Regions from separate parts of the Triticum aestivum genome. Here region 2 is linked to region 1. The links are chromatin contacts, called in public Hi-C maps. All regions are on one chromosome and are shown on one strand. The core of a region is the stretch at or near the end of the contact, and the rest is flanking DNA. Distances in the headings are between cores, read along the strand shown.

Evidence for each region. Hi-C and Micro-C count contacts between places; a contact is called where the count stands out from the background.
Region 2: a Hi-C map of leaf shows a contact between it and region 1, with 5 times the contacts expected there. The contact joins the enhancer-like site here to the promoter of LOC123119657 in region 1. A contact is called at or near these places in 3 of 5 Hi-C or Micro-C datasets (leaf and an unstated tissue).

What each region holds. Positions count from the first base shown.
Region 1 is chr5D:95,942,148-95,947,320 of IWGSC CS RefSeq v2.1, forward strand. It overlaps LOC123119657, which reads right to left and starts at 2,667. Exons shown (of 1, transcript XM_044539534.1): 1 at 1,130-2,667. The coding sequence starts at 2,301. The coding sequence ends at 1,279. LOC123119655 (formin-like protein 12) reads left to right here. Exons shown (of 17, transcript XM_044539533.1): 17 at 41-435.
Region 2 is chr5D:96,056,114-96,061,286 of IWGSC CS RefSeq v2.1, forward strand. No RefSeq gene overlaps it. Among protein-coding and RNA genes, the nearest start is that of LOC123119658, 15 kb to the right of the region's middle. Within about 2 kb of position 3,133, at least 2 of the 8 cell types and tissues checked have an H3K27ac peak or open chromatin away from gene starts, as enhancers often do. A contact at or near this core is called in leaf, where this site is marked.

The DNA.
Region 1 (5,173 bases), core at 1,417-3,916:
TATAACCCTAACCTAGAATCACTTATTTGGTTTCGTACAGATACTTCCGGTTGGACATCCACGTTTGATAGCCCATGACACTGTACAAAGCTAACCCAGCACCTAACGTAGGTCCATGTGTACAGATTTCTTATTAGATTTTCCCCCATTTGTTTTACACTAGCAGTAGCAGCAGGAGTAGGCCAGTGGTTGTAAATTAGGAAAATGAAAGAAATGTAAGCAATGATTTGTAGTCTAGAAGAAATAGAAAAGGATTAGTGTTTACCACAGGAAATTTTGCTACCAACAGATTAGGCGGTTTTGAAGCGATAGATAGGTTGACACACAACACTATAGCTCAACCAGGTGATTCTACAATATATGTACTTTCTGTAACCGCTATGCACAGTCATGTTTTCGATTTGTTGCCAAATCATGCATCGAGGTGCTTGTGCATGAACCCTGTCTTGAAAGAGCAACACATGTGGTTGTTCTCCTGATCAACTGAAGTGATAGCTTCAGTGTTTTTGTCTGATGATGTGCAAAACGGAAAATGGTCCTCTGTTGCTAATTCACACTGCACTCTCTTCTCTTCTGCTCCCTCCACTGTCCCCTAATCAGTAATTTCATCTGTGGTGGTGTATGGAACTGCATTTTATGCTGTAATTGTTCTTTTTTGTGGTCCGTGGAACTGCATTTTCTGTTGAAGTTACAGAATTACTGGCATTTTTTTTCCTTTTTTGTGTGGTCTGTGGAACTGCATTTTCTGTTGAATTTGCAGCATTACTGGCAAAAAAATTCTGCCGTGAAACTGGCAGTAATGCTGTAATTTCAATGCTCCGTATCTGGCAGTAAGCCTATGTTCGAACACAGAAATTCAAACCTGACAGATGTGATCACCGGTGCAGAGCTTGAGATAGTCTTCTGTACTAGATAATGTCTTCAACAATGGTCCATGTGAAACAAGCTTTACCCGGAAGTTTTCAACCAAAACAGAAGTACAGAATGCTGAACCCACCCATATCATTCTCCTTTTTTTGTTTGCACGGTGCAAAATCCACTGGTTATTTATTTCAGTTTGACGGAGTATTTTTTTTCTGCTGTACAATAGAACCATCTTTTACACTTCATTTCCACGCCAACAGAAAAAAAAGGAAGCAAACGAATAAAACTATTCAGAAAAAAGGGAAATAAAGTAGAGCTATCCCAGTTTACTACTGTAGTATGTTTCTCTGGACCGTCTGATGAGACCCTCCCAAGAGTTTCTCAGAATCACAAAGCTACGCGGCTATTGTTTGTCTATGCCTGGAGGTCGCCCTTCTCCTCGGGCTCCAGCTCTCTCAGCTCATCGGCCTCGCTCCTCCTGCAGCTCCGGTAGAACATGCAGCTGATGATGATCTCCAGCACCACGCAGAGCGCGTGGATGTAGGCGATCGAGAAGGCCTCGCCGGCGACCCCCGGCGCCAGCCTCCCGGCCTTCCGGCGCTGCGACACCACCCGCAGCTGAAACAGCGCCTCGGCCGCCGCCATGCCCAGGTTGGTGGGCAGCGCCAGCGCCAGCGCCGTGGGCACGCGGCCCCTGATGAGGACGCACGCCCTGAGCACCGCGGCGTGCCCGGCGCAGCGCTCCTCCATGGCGGCCACCACGACGGCGAGGTTGCAGACGACGGTGGCGACGCCGACGGCCACGGAGTATACGATGGCGCCCGCGGCGGAGAGCGCGAGCTTGGACGAGCGGGAGGTGAAGCCCAGCAGGTCGGCGGCGCCGAAGGCCAGGAAGAGCAGCGAGAAGGCGGCGGCGTTGGCGGAGAGCATGGCGAAGGAGCCGACGAGGTGCGTGGCCACGAGCGCCGGGTACGCGCGCGCCACGGCGCCGCAGGGCGGGAGCGACATGCGCCCCCGCCGCCGCCGCTCGTGCGCCGGGTCCGCGCGGAGCACGCCGGCGACGCAGGCCTTGGCGAGCAGCAGGACGGTGAGCGCCACGGGCAGCGTGGCCGCGTACGTGAACACGGTCTGCGACAGCTTGCCGTTGAGCAGCGCGAAGAAGGGCGACGGCGGGAACCCCGCGGCGTGGAACATCCCCCGGAGCCGCGACGACACGCCGCGCAGCACCGCCCCCGACGAGGACGTGGAGGAGGACGCGGCGGCCTGGGACGCGAGTACGGCCGCGGAGAAGGGCAGCGCGAGCATGGCCGCCACGGGGCTGAAGCAGTGGTAGCCGTTGAAGAAGGCCGCCACGGCCGCCCTCATCACCCTCCCGGCCTTCCACGACGACGCGCCGCCATAGTACCCACCAGTCAGCAGCCCTCCTCTCCTCACCATGACGCGAGTCTCTTCCTACGAGGTGATAGAGGTCGGGCACAGGCAGCAATGAGCAATGAGCAATGCGGTGCTGTGTTGTGTAGCTCGAGTGGCGGAGTTTTTATGGTGGGTTGCGATGGTTGGCGGGAGGTCAAGACTCAAGAGGAGGAAGGAGGAGGAGTGTGTGAGAGTTGATCCGGGCCAACCACCGGCGGAAGGAACTGACACCGTAACTGCAAGAGGAAGAAATCAGAGATGGACAGGAGGAGGACCGGAGAAGAAGCAATCCACTCCTATGCCGAATTATTAATATACTCCTATATAGTACTGTGTGCGAGTACTGATTAGGCTAGAAATTAATCATCGCCATTTTTATCCGACGAGCGAGCGTTTCTTTCCTTTTCTTTCCGTTCCTTGCCTGTTATGTGCATACAAAAGAGGCGCATTGTGTTTGCCAAACGAAAAAAAGAAAAGAAAAGAAGAGAGGCGCATTGTAGGTGACGTGCGTGCGTGCGTCGGGTGCGAGCTAGATAGCTAGGTAGGCGATGGATGCATGCAGATCGAGCGGTGCGGGTGACGACGAAGGGGTTTCTTGCATCACATCCCACTCAATGGAGGGATATGTGTGCAGCTTTCGGACGGACGTGGAGGGGGCCTGGCGGTGGAACCGTGGCAGCGATGGTTCCGACGTTGCATATGCCCTGCGTTTCTTGCATCACAAGTTATTTTACCCACTCGATCCCATGTTTTACTTTTTTTTTGCGGGGAATATCCCATGTTTTACTTTAACATTTTTTTTGGGCGAACGATCCGAAACTCTTTATTAATCAAAATACCAGCATTATGATAAAATTCATAAACAAAAAAGGAAATACAATCCAGTCCCACAGCGTACACACCACCGGGCCGAAAAAAAAAGCTTCGGGCCTACATTCGGAGGAGGGATGGCAACATAGAAAGAACCCTAACCGCCTTTGGCTTGCGTCTGTTTGCATGCATGCCCTAGAAACTCTCTCCGCTCGCGACTTGTGTCACCAAGTCAGGTTCTCTCTCCTTTTTGTTAGTCAAGCGAAAATCAGCTTAACTAATGATTTAGAAACGCTTACAAATATTCTAGCTAGATTTAAAATAGCAATTGAAAAATTAAGATTGTTCACTAGCCAACCACCCAAACTTCACCTCATTTGCACAAATGTACTGGGAAAGGAATATCACGTTTGCTTGTTTACCGAAGTTTGAAACTATCCAGAAAGTCCAAAATATTTACCAAAAATAAACCATAATTCATTATGTTGGTTGTTTAAATTTCATCTCATTTGCAGCAACAACTCAGAAGAAAATCTTTTGAGTTGGTATCTCAAAAATTGAGAGAAAGTCTAGCTTATTCATTTTTTAAATAAAATAAAAATCAAGCATAATTTACTGAGTCGGATGTTCAAATTTCTGCTAAGGAGAAAATTGCTTTTCAAGTCACTACCTCAAATTCGAATGTGGAGAAAGAGGAGAGTGAATATAATGTACAAGCTGGAAGAGGCTCGAAATTTAAACAATTTTGAGATTTGGGGAAGGAGGTAAACCTCATCATGGGCAGCCCAACCCGACGGCCTGGTCGGAGGAGGTATCTCTGCCCCTCAGGGTAAAATTTATGGGTGTAAAGGAATGAAATTCAAGAAAGTCCTCAACTGCTCCCGAGCACCAATGAGCTCGCGATGAAGAGTAAATTCAAAAATTCTGATTTGGTTTAGCAAACTTTGACAAATTTCATCATGGAAGACATTCGTGAAAGTTGCGGCAAACAAAAAATCAGCACTCCAAAATGTTTTTGAAAATGGTATTTTGGAGCATGAAATTTGTTTTTTTCCTTGCTACGACTTCCACTATTGTGATTTCAGGATGAAACTTTGTAAGCACTCAGATGTTTGCCATAAAAAAAACTAATTATGCTTTTACTGTTTATCCAGGCTTATTTGAGCTCGAGCTAAGAATAGCCGTGTCCTGAATATTCACTTGTAGCATGCACTACATTGAAGCAATATTTCCCCTTTTCCACAATATATTAGAATTTCTTGTGGACATGCTGTGTGCAGAACAAGAATAGGACACACACACCCAAAAAAAAAAAGTCCGCTAGGGTCAAAGTGGGACGACGGAGTACAACTGTCACTCTCGCTGTTGGGTGAAATTAGGCCAGACACCGAATTCCACCACCGGCCCATGCACTCAATTGGCGGTTGCCACGGTTGGTCATTTTGATATAATAATCAGTTGGCCTAGTGCTGGTGCTGGTTCTCCAGCTTTATTTACCCAACATTAGACTATTATTATTAGTTTATCTGGATGGAGGTTAGTTATGTTGCTTGCTTGCATGTGCTTCACTTGGAATGGAAGCTACCTCAGACTCTTCAGAGTCATACGCAACTATAGCCATCTGTTATTTTATTTTTATTTCGATTTGAGGAACGAGCACTGCATGTAGTTGACAAATGATAAGGCAACATGTGTGCTTAAGTTAAATTAAGGGCTGAGGCAGCATGCATATATGATATCCCTAACATGCTATCTATCTCAAAATATGTTTTGTTTAATGCAATTTCCTCCATTATCCGACCCCCACTTGAATGTCAAAATACCTTTCGTTAATCTGGCACCTTTGATTTTTTTTTTCATGGGATTCAATATGATATTTTTTTTGCTATATAGATGTTCCATTTGAAGATTAAGACATTTTCTCGTAAGCCACCCTGAACTCAATTGTGAAGGAAAATAAACTATTGAGTTTAATCTCTTTGGGCGGAAAAAAATCCTATATATGGGCCATGACCCTTAAGCTCATTATTTTCTTACGAGAAACCGCTAAAAGCACTGCCTTCGAAGGAAATGATCTTTTATGTAC
Region 2 (5,173 bases), core at 1,883-4,382, 110 kb after region 1:
GCTGGTGGCGGGAAACCGGTGAGGGAAGAGGCGTGGATTTTACAATTCACCCATGTGGAGCGCAGGAAGCATTCGCTGGAGCGCGGGAAGACTAAGTGGAGCACACACACTGTATCTGGTGCCACGTGTTATTTATCACACAAGTGTTAACATAAGGAAACGTATGTGTAAGTTACTAATCATCGCACACGAGTACTCGCAGACGCATCGTGTGCGATACTCCTAGCCACTGCAAGCAACTAGTTTGCATTTTTCAAAGTTTTTTGTACACACAGAATCGCACACGAACTAACTGTATTAACCGTTTGTGTTGTAATTTCTCATCGCAAATAGTTCATCCGAGTCGGTTGTTTGCCACGTATCACACACATCTTGTTAAGTTGAACCGTTTCTGTTGTGTTCGCTAATCGAAAACAGTTCGTCTGAGTGAACCGTATGCCCTGTATCACACACACCTTGATCTGGCTAACCGTTTCTGTTGCACTCCCTAATAGCAAACAGTTCATCGGAGCGAACTGTATGTCGTATATCGCACACACATTGATATGGTTGCCCATTTCTGTTGTTCTGCCTCATCGCAAACAGTTCGAACAGGTTAACCGTGTGCCCTGAATCGCACACGCAACTAAAATCTGAACCGTGTTTGATGCATCCTCCATCGCAAACGTTTTGCACATTTTTGACGGGTTTTTTACACCACCGTTTGTGATTAATGCATCGCACACAGTTTCGTTGAAGGATGTCTAATTGTAGTGTCGCGTTAGCAGCAACCTGTAGTAGTGCATGCTTATCCTTTGCTACAAAAAGGATTGGGCCACCTTGCTGCACCTTTTCTACACTTGTTACTTGTTACCCGTTACGAATTATCTTACTACCAAACTATCTGTACCGATAATTTCAGTGCCTGCAGAAAATACCTTGCTGAAACCGCTTGTCATTTCCTTCTACTCCTCGTTGGGTTCGACACTCTTACTTATCAAAAGGACTACGATTGATCCCCTATACTTATGGGTCATCATGCTGCTAAAGACGGTCAGCTCATCCTCTTCAAGCTTCCCCGCTTCCTCTTCCGATCAAGCATAGGAACGTGCTCATCATCCTTGTTAGGAGCATCACATTGATGGTGTCTGACTCCTGGGTGTCTGGATACTCGGGGATCGGCGAGCCCAGCGGCTGACCTGAGCCCATGGCATGCTTTCCGGTTTCCAGCCCGAAGGAGAAGACCTACTGCATCTGGTGGTAGTTCTGGATAGGTGTGTTCAGGAACTCTGCGTCCTTGGGGGAGCCTAAGAAAGAAACAGGGCAGAGTGGTTAGTTAGTACGACAATGGTTCATAGGTTTAAACAGCTGGTTAGTTAGAATGGCATGGTTTGTGAGCTAACCGTGATGTGGCCTTGGTAGTGCTCTGCCTCCAAAAGTATCGAGCAGGTGTCCTCGTCCCATGAAGCACCGCTCAGGTCTCTGAGCTTGGAAGCGGTGATCCACCTCGCTCTCCACTTCCTGAGGTGGTTGTAGACCTGAGTCGAGCTGACCTCCTGTCCACAAAAGTCAACCACCTGCTTTGCAACAATGTTCAAGTGCAGCTCCTTGAAGCCATTGTCAGTTCTCACCCTACTAGCTATGATCTCACACATCTTGTTAAGCACGAAAGTCAAGATGAACAGCTATCATTTCATGTTGTTCCCCCTGCCATCCTTCTTCTCCTTTGCGGCTGCCTTTTGAGCAGCAGCATGAGCTACAACATTGGGATGAGCCAGCACAAATGGAGAAACCGTAGGCGGCACGTCGAAAACGTCTGAATCAGAAGGCATCTGGTAGATGGTAGGCTGGGAGTCCTCGACGTAGGACGCCGGGAACTGGCTCTCGGACAGGGCCATGGCCTGACTAAACTCTTGTGTGCTCGTCTCCGAAAAACGTAAGCGTCATCAACACTAGAACACACTACACATTGACAGTAGGAAATACCAGTAAACATGGACAGACCGAACTAGTAGTAACACATGCACACATGGATGATCTAGTTCAAGACAACACTACCAAATCCATCAAAGCATACCACAACACAATACAACAGAACACAACATTAATCATGGACACATGGATGATCTAGTTCAACACTGGCACACTAGCATACCACACATCTAAGCATATGGCTAATCCATCCATGACCACTAGCTATCAATCCTTGCCGACATGGAAAACAACTCCTAGCATGCTTCAAATCCATCACAACTAGCTACTAGAACATCACAGTCACATAGATCGGAAGATCTAACCCTACCACATGTACCGATTTAGCTAGAACTAATAGAGAGGAGGGGTGATTGAACTCACAGACGCCATCGGAGGAGCTGCGGAGGAGGCGCTAGACACGTCGGAGAAGAGGAGCAGTCGATTCGCCACCGCCGTCAACTGGTTGCTGGAGCAGTTGCGTCGCTTACCTCGTTGCCGATGTAGAACCGCGCCAGAGGGAAAGCTCGAGAGGAGGGAAATGGTGGTGGGAGTTTTGCCGCTGCGGTCACCCTGGCTATATAGGGCAACCGAATCGGCGGGTGGTGATGCAAAATCGTCCCGTCGCTTTTTCGGAGACGCATGCGAGCTCCCGCCATCTCCCTGCTCGCAGTTGGCCAGCGCCGCGTTCCCCTCCCCTGCATCGCTCGAGACTGGCTCGCTGAAAACCGTCGATTCGGGCGTTTCTAGTGGGCTTGGCCGAGGACTGCTTTAAGGTTCATGCGGTCCAAGATTTTGATGCGGACCAGGCAACCAAATAGCCTGTTTTCTTTTCGGGTGGGTCTGACTAGGCCTAATGCAAGCAACCAAACACATCCTAAGTTTTTGAAGGGTACTTGCCACGCAATGGTAGCCAATGCCTTCGCTGGCCTGAGGCCGAGCAAAGGCCCTTTGGGTGATATCCTCGAAAGCCAACGCTGCGACCTTAAAGTGGATCAGGCATGTTCACCTGAAAATGTGGCAATTTTAATTATTTGGAAAAAAATTCTATAGAGGATGTTCCGTTTGTAAGAATAGAAAAAAACAATCTGGTAGGCCACTCCGAACTCAATTCTGAAGGAAAATTCTGTTGAATTTAACCTCTTTCGGGGAAAAATGAGCTATGTCCATTGGCTCATCAACACCAATGTTTTTCTATGTAGGAATCAAGAGGACATGCCATTGCAAATTTGCAATCAGGGTGTGCGTGTATTCGTGCACTTTTGGATTCTACGAATCAAAATAGCACTTCAAAGTGGGAAATTACCTGGCGAAACTGTAAATGTTAAATTTCCTTAGGAATAGGAGTTAGGGCTGTGCACTTTGTTTGGTCAATGAAAACAAAAACTTCAGTCTTCCTCTGAACTGACATTGACACTGCGTACTAGTCATAGTCATACACCTAGGAGGGCAGTACTATCACTCACGGGCTCAATGGTGGTTGTTAACGGCGGCGAGCTGGAAAAGTGGCGATGGATCCCAGATCTTGCCAACATTCATTGTTTGTTGTTGCCTTGTTGTTTTCTCAAGTAATTATTCAGCCAAAAAGATACAGCTTAATTGGCCAGCCAGCCAGCATTGACGAAATTCTGCGAACATGCAAACAGCTTAGCTTTTGGGCTGAGCTTCTCTACTCAAAGTGCATGTTGTACTACTGCTACTACCTTTGGAGAGCAATGAATCTTTTCATGCACATGCACGCATGGATAATGCGTGCAGTTGACTTTGTGTGGCTTCGCTCTTACTCTCATCATTCTAGCTGAGATATGTTGTTGAGCTAGGACTCAAAGAAGAAGGCATGCACTTTCACTTTGTTATATTATATGTCGACCTTAATTGACTATAACTGCTTATGGATGAACCATCTATATCTTGTGGAGGTTCTTGCTATTATGTGACAAAATGCAATTAAGGGTTGCTTCATGTAAGTAGTTCGGCGGAGGATTGTTTGCCTGTCTGGTTGGTTTGTACTAACAAAGGACGGGCGCTGAGTTTGGTAGGAAAGAATCCAAAAGGGTAGAAAAGAGAGGCTGGAGTTATGGACCACTGGTGGCAAGTCAATTCGTTTGGTGGCAAAGCATATTACAAACAACACCCCATACGACCTCTCACTGTTCCCATCCCCTCTTGTTCTATTTATTTTATTTTATTTTTTGTTTTCAGAAATAGAAAATTGAAATTGTGTGGCAAGCAATGGTTTGTGGCTGAAAATCTGTAGTATTACATTCTAGAGTTTTTGTGGTGGATAATACATTTTAGAGTAATGTTTTGAAAAGGTCAGTGCCAGCTTGAGTTGGTTGCTTGCTAGTGCCTATCAGTAATTCGCATTCGCTCACCAAAAAAACAGTAGTTTGTATGGTACTGCAAAAAAAAAGCTATCAACTTTCCAAAGGCATATGCATTTGCAATAATGATAATTGATAAGAACTGATAAAATATGCTTGAACCTCGGCTAGTTTCTTCGCAAGCTGTGAGTGATCTGAACCATTGGTTCTCGATCGGACGGTGCCGCGATAATCTTGCCAAAGAAACTCCACCCCAGTCGCTATCCACTATGGCAGCACCCACACAGAAGGACAATCAAGTAATTCCACAGCTCCTTGGATGAAGAATCATAGGAGATAAGGCGCCAGCAAAGCGCCCCCCCTCCATTCCTACATTAATCGGCTGTTTCCGCGCCGAGGAATTTTTGAGCCCGGAATACACGCAACCACAACGTCCAGATCAACAAAGGACCACCGCTCACGTGACGCGAGTATGTTATACACACCCCAAAAAATACAGCGAGATTCAATAATACGATGAGATCAATCACGGTGAAAATATAATCAGCAAATTTTATCTCCTGATTATCATCAGTTCTGTCGGTCATCTGCCGGTGGTGTCTCCTGATGGAACTCGTACATCACCGATCGAATCCCGTAGTAGGTTTGGTGGCCTCTCCGTATCTCCCTGCATGAATACGTACTAATTTCAAACAGTTGAACAGTAATGTGGGCAGTAATCAAATGATTAGTTTGTTTCCAAGATGGCTACCCCCGAACTGTTTGTTGATTTGTTCAAATCATCATCATAATACCAGGGTGCGTGTACCAGTATTTTGTTTGGCTGCACAAACTGTTTGGGATGGGGACTTCGTCGACTCCGACGTCTAAATTGTAGTCGGTCAGCTATTACGTACAAG